2 separate regions of the Hordeum vulgare genome follow, and region 1 is linked to region 2. The links are chromatin contacts, called in public Hi-C maps. All regions are on one chromosome and are shown on one strand. Each heading gives the region's core, a stretch centred on a gene start, on an enhancer-like site or on the middle of the called end of the contact. The rest is flanking DNA. Distances are from core to core; before and after follow the strand shown.

The links. Hi-C and Micro-C count contacts between places; a contact is called where the count stands out from the background.
Region 1: a Hi-C map of leaf shows a contact between it and region 2, with 2.2 times the contacts expected there. The contact joins the enhancer-like site here to the promoter of LOC123398982 in region 2. A contact is called at or near these places in 2 of 6 Hi-C or Micro-C datasets (both in leaf).

Annotation. Positions count from the first base shown.
Region 1 is chr5H:464,203,356-464,207,086 of MorexV3_pseudomolecules_assembly, forward strand. No RefSeq gene overlaps it. Among protein-coding and RNA genes, the nearest start is that of LOC123396895, 11 kb to the right of the region's middle. Within about 2 kb of position 2,031, at least 1 of the 3 cell types and tissues checked has open chromatin away from gene starts, as enhancers often do. A contact at or near this core is called in leaf, where this site is marked.
Region 2 is chr5H:464,139,827-464,143,642 of MorexV3_pseudomolecules_assembly, forward strand. LOC123398982 (heavy metal-associated isoprenylated plant protein 20-like) reads left to right here and starts at 2,280. Exons shown (of 3, transcript XM_045093421.1): 1 at 2,280-2,537; 2 at 2,756-2,831; 3 at 3,226-3,691. The coding sequence starts at 2,451. The coding sequence ends at 3,521.

The DNA of each region.
Region 1 (3,731 bases), core at 781-3,280, 63 kb after region 2:
GAGTCATGTATGTAGTAAAAATCCTGCACCCTCGACTGAAACACACACATAGAGGCAACATAACTCCAGGGTAAGAACTCACAACAGACAGATGCAAGGTGACCTAATCGACCACACCTTTCACAGAAAGCTTGTGCACAGAACCCAGGAACATGCTCACGAGATTTGCAGATGAGGCAGGGATCATGAACATTGGAAGGAGTCACCTGGTTCACTTTTGTTCCTTGATTGCGACGAAGGGGATTGGGGATCTGGCGATCCGCACCCTCACCAGCGGATCCAGAAGATCCCTGGCTCTTGGGCACCCAGACCCCACCATCCACCGCCTGCTTCCCCATCACAGCCTCATCCCACCGCGAGGTGTCATCAGATCCGGAGGCGACATTGGAAGTATATGAGTTGTTGTTGCCGTCGTCCTGCTTCCACGAGAACTTGCTCCGGTCTCCACCACGGCCACCGCCCCGTCCAGTAGCAGGACCGGGCCCGCGAGCACCACGACCAGGCTCCCCCCGTCGATCTCCACGAAAGCCTCGATCTCCATCCCCCATCGCAGGAGTAGACGCAGCCACCGCCGCGAAGGATCGCAGATCTCCTCCAACCTTCCCTCTCCACCAACCGAAGGAATCGCTCGCTCTCGATCTAGGGTTTCTTGGCTGCGCCGACCAGAAGTGGGAGAATGCTTCCTCTAGGTCAAGCCGCGGCGCGATGGGGGCTTTTATACTTCCATTTGAGCCAAAACATGCGCTCCGATCCCCTCCCACGTGTCGCCCATCCGCCATTGGTGCACTGTTGGGGGCAGGACCCGCATCGGCCCCACCTGTCGGAGCATCACCCCCACCCACCGTTCCCCACCTCCTGGCTGACGCCGTATCCACGGCCGCCCTCACCGGAGCCCCAATCTCCGACAGCCGGTCCCGAATTCTCGCAAAATAGCAGGGAACGCCACCATGTCGCCAATATCTAGGGTTTCCCCTTCCCGAAGGCATCGCGCATCAATGGTAACCCCTCTCGCATCCCTCAGAACTAACCTGAGAGCCTTCCGTCGTAGGAGCAGCTCGCCGTCGGCAAACCGGAGCTGTCGCGAGCCGATATCGGCGGCGAAGGAGAACACAGTTCAGTTGACAATTTTTGAAACTGGAACATGTTTTGAACTTATGTACACTTTTTAAAACTGGAACATTTTTCTAACTTACGCATATTTTTTGAAATGGCAAATATTTTTTAGAAAATGAAAAATATTTTTAAACTTCCCGAACATTTTGAAATTATGAATAATTTTATAATCGGCGAACAAAATTTAAACAAGTTTTGAATTTGTGAACAAATTATTCAAAAAAGAGAAACATTTTTTGTAAAACAGGAACATTTTTTATTAAAATGTGAAAAGAAAAACATTTTTTGAAAAATTGTGAACAATTTATGAGAAAAGGAACATTTTTTGAAAAATCATCCAGTTTTTTGTATACGAGAACAATTTACATTTTTCAAAAGATGAATACATTTTGGAAGCAGGAACATTTTTTTGAAGCACAGACATTTAAATATAAACTGTGAATACAAGAACATTTTTTGAAATTCAAAACTAAATTATTAAATGTGAAACAGAAATTAGGAAAAGGACAAAGGAACAAAAGTGAAGGAAGAAACTAAAAATGAAACAATAATGTTTTTTGAAAAAACATTTTTTAAAAGTGTGAACATTTTTGGAAAATGTCGTACATTTTTCGGAAATCCCGAATTTTTTGAAGCTATGAATGTTTTTGAGTAACGGCAAATATTTGAAATTTAGAGCATTTTTATAAAATCAAGAACATTTTGTAAATTTGAAGAATTTTTTTAAAACATGAACTTAGGTTAAAAAATAACCATAGAAAAAAAGGAAAAACAATAAACAAAAGCAGAAAAAGCAAAAAAAGAAAAAAAAGAAACAGAAAAAAGGACAAAAGGAATGAAGCAGAAACCAGAACTGCGTGTAGAGGGAGATGGACCGGCCGAGTTTCTCGCACCCCTGTGCATTTGGCCGACTATTTGACGCAAAGAGCGTCAAATATGGTTTTCCACGGAACCGTGCATCACCTGGGCGAGCCGTAGATTGTCACATGCGAGGAGGCGATTGTCACGGAGCTGAGGTCGTGGCGTGCCTAGTGGAAGGTGGTCGCATGTCGTCCGTGGAGCGAGGAGCAGCAGAGCGCGTGCGTGCGCATGGTGCGTTCGCATCTGCGGCAACCGATCACGAGGAGGATCTGGTCTCCTAGTGCCGAACCGATCCCGAGGCAAATCTCTCTTCTATCTCAGGATACGTGTGTTATGGTCCGAGATTTGCACTGGTAGCGACATTTTCAGCAGCATTTTCCTAGTTTTTTTTCTCATGTTTCATCAAAACACATCTCATGCATCCCATTAGTGGGATTAGTCAACAATTGATCATCAATATTGTTTCCCCCTTGATCAAAACTGGTGAGATGAGGTGGTAAAAGGAGAATTTCTTTGCGAAAAAGGGCACCGACATTAGGATGAAAATCCGCAAAGGGAGATTTGGTTTCATCAACGATAACATCACGATAGACATAGACACGACCCGTGAAGACATCTAGGCATTTAACACCCTTGTGTTGGGCGCTATAGCCAAGAAATAGACATTGTTTGGAGTGAAACATGAGCTTGCAATTATTGTAAGGACGGAGATTGGGCCAACATGCACACCCAAAAACACGAAGAGATGTACAATCTGGTTTGGTATGAAGTAGTCTTTCTACCGGAGTGTCATTGTTAATAACACGACTAGAAAGCATATTTATGATATGAACGTCAGAGAGGAAAGCTTCATCCCAAAATTTGAGAGGCATGGAAGCTCCTGCTAAGAGTGCAAGCCCAACTTTAACAATGTGTCTATGCTTACGTTCGACCGAGCCGTTTTGTTTGTGAGCATGAGGGCATGACACATGATGTGAGATGCCAAGAGTTTGGAAGAAGGAGTTCATTTTTTCATACTCCCCTCCCCAATCAGATTGAACAACAATGATTTTGCTGTCAAACTTGCGTTCAACAAGAGCTTGAAAGTTTTTAAAAACTTGAAACACATTGGATCTTTTCTTAAGAAGATAGATTCAGGAGAATTTGTTATAGTCATCAATGAAGCTCACATAATAGGTATGTCTACCAACAGAGGTAGGGGCAGGGCCCCAAACATCACAGAAAATTAACAGCAATGGTTCGGTGGAGATACTAGTAGAAATTGATAGGATAATTGATGACTCTTAGTTTGTTGACATGAATCACAAATAGTTTCAATATGACGCTCACCAACAGACGGGATCTTATTTTTCCTAAGTAACCTTTCAACTAATTAAATAAAAACAAGCATGTCCTAATCGATCGTGCCATCGTGTTGACAAAATTTTGACAACACCATAGACTTCTTTATTGAACCTCCTATGCTCTGGGATCAACGGGTAAAGCCCTTGAACACATCTACCTCGATAAAGGATTTTCTTCGCTACTCAATCCTTGATAAAAAAGAAATAAGGACGAAATTCGAGGAAAACATGATTATCAATGGCAATTCTATGAACTCAGAGGAGATTCTTATTGGCACTAGGAACATGCAGAATTTTCTTGAAGTGAAGTTTACGATAAGGGGTACTACTACTTGAATAACCAATGTGACGTATTTTCATACCTTCTCCAGTGGCGGTGTGGATCTGATCTTTTCCACGGTACTTGTCCTTCAT
Region 2 (3,816 bases), core at 1,030-3,529:
TTTATAAAGTGACAACTCTTGTCTATGGCTAGAAAACCTTGACCATCTTTGATTAACGAGCTAGTTCAATAGAGGCTTACTAGGGACAGTATGTTGTCTATGTATCCACACATGTATTTGAGTTTCCAATCAATACAATGCTAGCATGGGCAATAAACGATTATCTTGAACAAGGAATAATAATAATAACTATTTTATCATTGCCTCTAGGGCATATTTCCAACAGTCTTCCACTTGCACTAGAGTCAATAATCTAGCTCACACCACCATGTGATTTACATTGTAATGAATCTGACACCCATACAATTCTGGTGTTGATCATGTTTTGCTCGTGGAAGAGTCTTAGTCAACGGGTCTGCAACATTCAGATCCATGTGCACTTTGCAAATACGTATGTCCTCCTCCTTGATGTAATAGCGGATCGAATTGAAATGTCTCTTTATGTGTTTGGTCCTCTTGTGAAACCTTGATTCCTTGGCTAGAGCAATGGCACGAGTGTTGTCACAGAACAGAGTCATTGGATCCAGTGCACTCGGCACTACTCAAGATCTATCATGAACTCCTTCATCCAGACGCCTTGTTTAGCTGCCTACGAGGCAGCTATGTACCCTGATTTGCATGTAGAATCAGATACCGCGCTTTGCTTGAAACTGCAGTAACTTACCGCACCCCCATTGAGAATAAAATACGTATCCGGTTTGAGACTTAGAGTCATCTGAACCAGTGTCAAAGCTTGGATCGACGTAACCCTTTATCACCTCCATACACGAGAAACATTTCTTTATTCTTAACCGATGTCCAGTGTTCCATTCCTGCATCACTTTGAAACATTCCCGCCATACTTATGACAAGGCTGACATCAGGTCTTGTGCACAACATTGCATACATGATAGAGCCTATGGCTGAAGCATAGGGGACGACACTCCTCCACCGCCCGTCCCATCACGACGCGCCGCGGGTTGCTGGAACGAGCCGAACTAAATTTTTGCCACGCACGACTGGTATACGAAAGGTCACTCGGAAGTTGAACGTTTTGCTGTAGTGGATCCCCATCCCGACTTGCGACGTGCACCGTAGGCCGGGAGAGCAGGCCTCCGAAACTCCGTCTCTTCGAGTCCTGTACGAGAGAAGGGCGATAAGGTTTTTGGGGAGCGCTCAGTGCGACTACTGGCTTTCATCACGGACACCGACGATCTCTTCCCGGACGACGACTTCTTCCCCGACGTCGACCACCTCTTCGGTAACATGGCAAACGGCAACGTCAACACCAACCCTACTGCTGCTGCAACTCAGTACGTGCTCATGTTCTTTTTCTTTGAGTTTCTGTCGCAACTACTTGCTCTAGTTTCACTTCTAGATATGTTTTATTTCTGCTCATTCTTTCATATGTTGTCTTCTGTATATAGAACGATTATACATATGATCTTTTCTAGATCATATGTGCACATGTCTTTTGTCATCTTATCTTTATATTGCATGTCTTGTTTCATCTTTAGTATGATGGTCATATTTTTCCTAGCTTTTCTTTCAATAAAATCCTATGGTAAATTGTTCATATTTCTAACATGATGTACCCTAAAAAATCTCACTACGATAAGGCATCCCATCTTTCCAATAGGTAGCCGCGCATATGGAGCAGAGAAATTTGTGATATGCACACGCCATTCATGCATCTAGCGTTGAACTTGAAAGGAGCAGCGAAGGCAGACGCAAGTATAATATAAAGTGGGAACAGATGTACGAATCCTAAAGTGTAAACTGAAAGCAGATGAGAGAAGTGGAGAACCTTGCAAAGAGGCTGAAAACTACGGCGCGATAGAAGCCCGAGAAGGAATATATCAATCAACATCGTACTGTAACGTGAAAGACCCAGCGCATCAGTGAAGAACACACTACGTACTAACCTGGCGATCACCATTTTATGCCATAGATTTTAATTAGTGCATAATTTTGGCAAGTAGCTAGATCATAAGTCAAGATTTGAATTCGGATTAGGTATGTTAGCCCTTTCAGAATGATCCGAAGAATATGATTCGATAGAAAAGCAATCCATTTCTATGGCAAGACTTTTTATCCCCTTGTCTTGATTGAGTGCATGATTGAGGTGTTGTCACGCTCGGGGCACCTTGTGATGGATGGAGCTGCGGGGGGCAGGGCATGTCCCATCCTGGGAAAAGAAACGCTTGCCCAACACACTCTATTTAGTCCGAAATCTCAGAGGTTTAATCACTCTCATTGTGTCCTCTAGTAGCATCGATATAGACTTGCACCAACCCTAACCATGCAGGATTAGGCGTGCTGTCCTTGTCTCTCCTCCTTCTCCTGGGTATATATATGACCCCATCCATCGCCTAAGGTTCTGTACTTGGTCTTCGCAGTACAGACAAGCGCAAGAGCGGTTCGTCAATTCGTCTTGCTGGAAGCAAAAGTTGAGTTAGATCAGATCGATCATGGGCGCCTTGGATCACCTCTCCCGTCTCTGCAACTTGACACACACAAGGGAAGCCATCAGGATCAAGAAAAGGCGGCCACTGACGGTGAGGATTGTGGAATTCTCAGGCACGCTCGTGTTCTCTTTTTTGGTGTAGGTTTGTTTGTTCATGCTTCATCGGTCGGAAGCAGTTCCATCTTCCGAAGATGGTCTTCTGATCTTGTGAAGGGATCGATATGTTTTGTTGTTGTTGTCGTCGTCATTTTTGATAATCGAGCTGCCACATACGTGTGATTAAATGGAGTTTCTTCAATCTATCTGCAGACGGTGAACATCAAGGTGAAGCTGGACTGTGATGGCTGCGAGAGGAGGGTCAGGAACGCCGTCAAATCGATTCGGGGTAAATATACACACAGTCACGGATATCGATCTCAAACGTCAAACCAAGCGATATTCTTTTGAAAGTAGTATACTTTTCATATTTTTATATAGCCTCGCCATAACCTTTTAGCTTGTGTCGTTAAATAGTTTCATGCACTATAGTCCGCTAATAGCTCGTTATAGCTCTGTTCTAGTTGATTTGAAAGACGCTAATTCAAACACTGACTTTTTTTTGGATAGAAAATATAGAGGTTAGTAATCCCTTTGCGATCCATATTAATTAACACTGTTTTAGTACAACTTTGTATGTATCAAATATGCGTCAATTAGTATGGATCGAAGGGAGTACATATATATATATATATATATATATATATATATTCATTTGATGAATACATCTGTGGATGCCGAAGGTGTGACGACGGTGGTGGTGAATCGCAAGATCAACAAGGTGACGGTGACGGGGTACGTGGAGCCTCGCAAGGTGCTGGCGAGGGTGAAGCGCACCGGGAAGACGACGGCGGATATGTGGCCGTACGTGCCCTACTCGGTGGCCACCTACCCCTACGTTGGCGGCTCCTACGACAAGAAGGCGCCGGCGGGACTGGTCCGCAACGTGCCGCAGGCCATGGCTGACCCGGCCGCGCCGGAGGTCAAGTACATGAACATGTTCAACGACGAGGACGTTAACGCTTGCACCGTCATGTGATTCCATCATCTTCACTCCAGCCACTCCATGCCTAGATTACTAGAGGTATATCGGTCTTCTCGCAGCGCGCGCTGGGGAAAAATGGTACCAAGATGAACTTGTGCATGCATGTACGGTGCTGATGGGTGATGTATAGAGCCATAAATCAAAACGATGCACATGCTCATCTACACCGGGTAAACAATATACACTAATAATAATAGTAATAACGTTTTAAAAAAGTCTGATCTTTTTGGGAACCCAAGATGCTCATGTGCGCAGGGCACGTGTAAATTTCGTGGTTTTCGGAAATCTG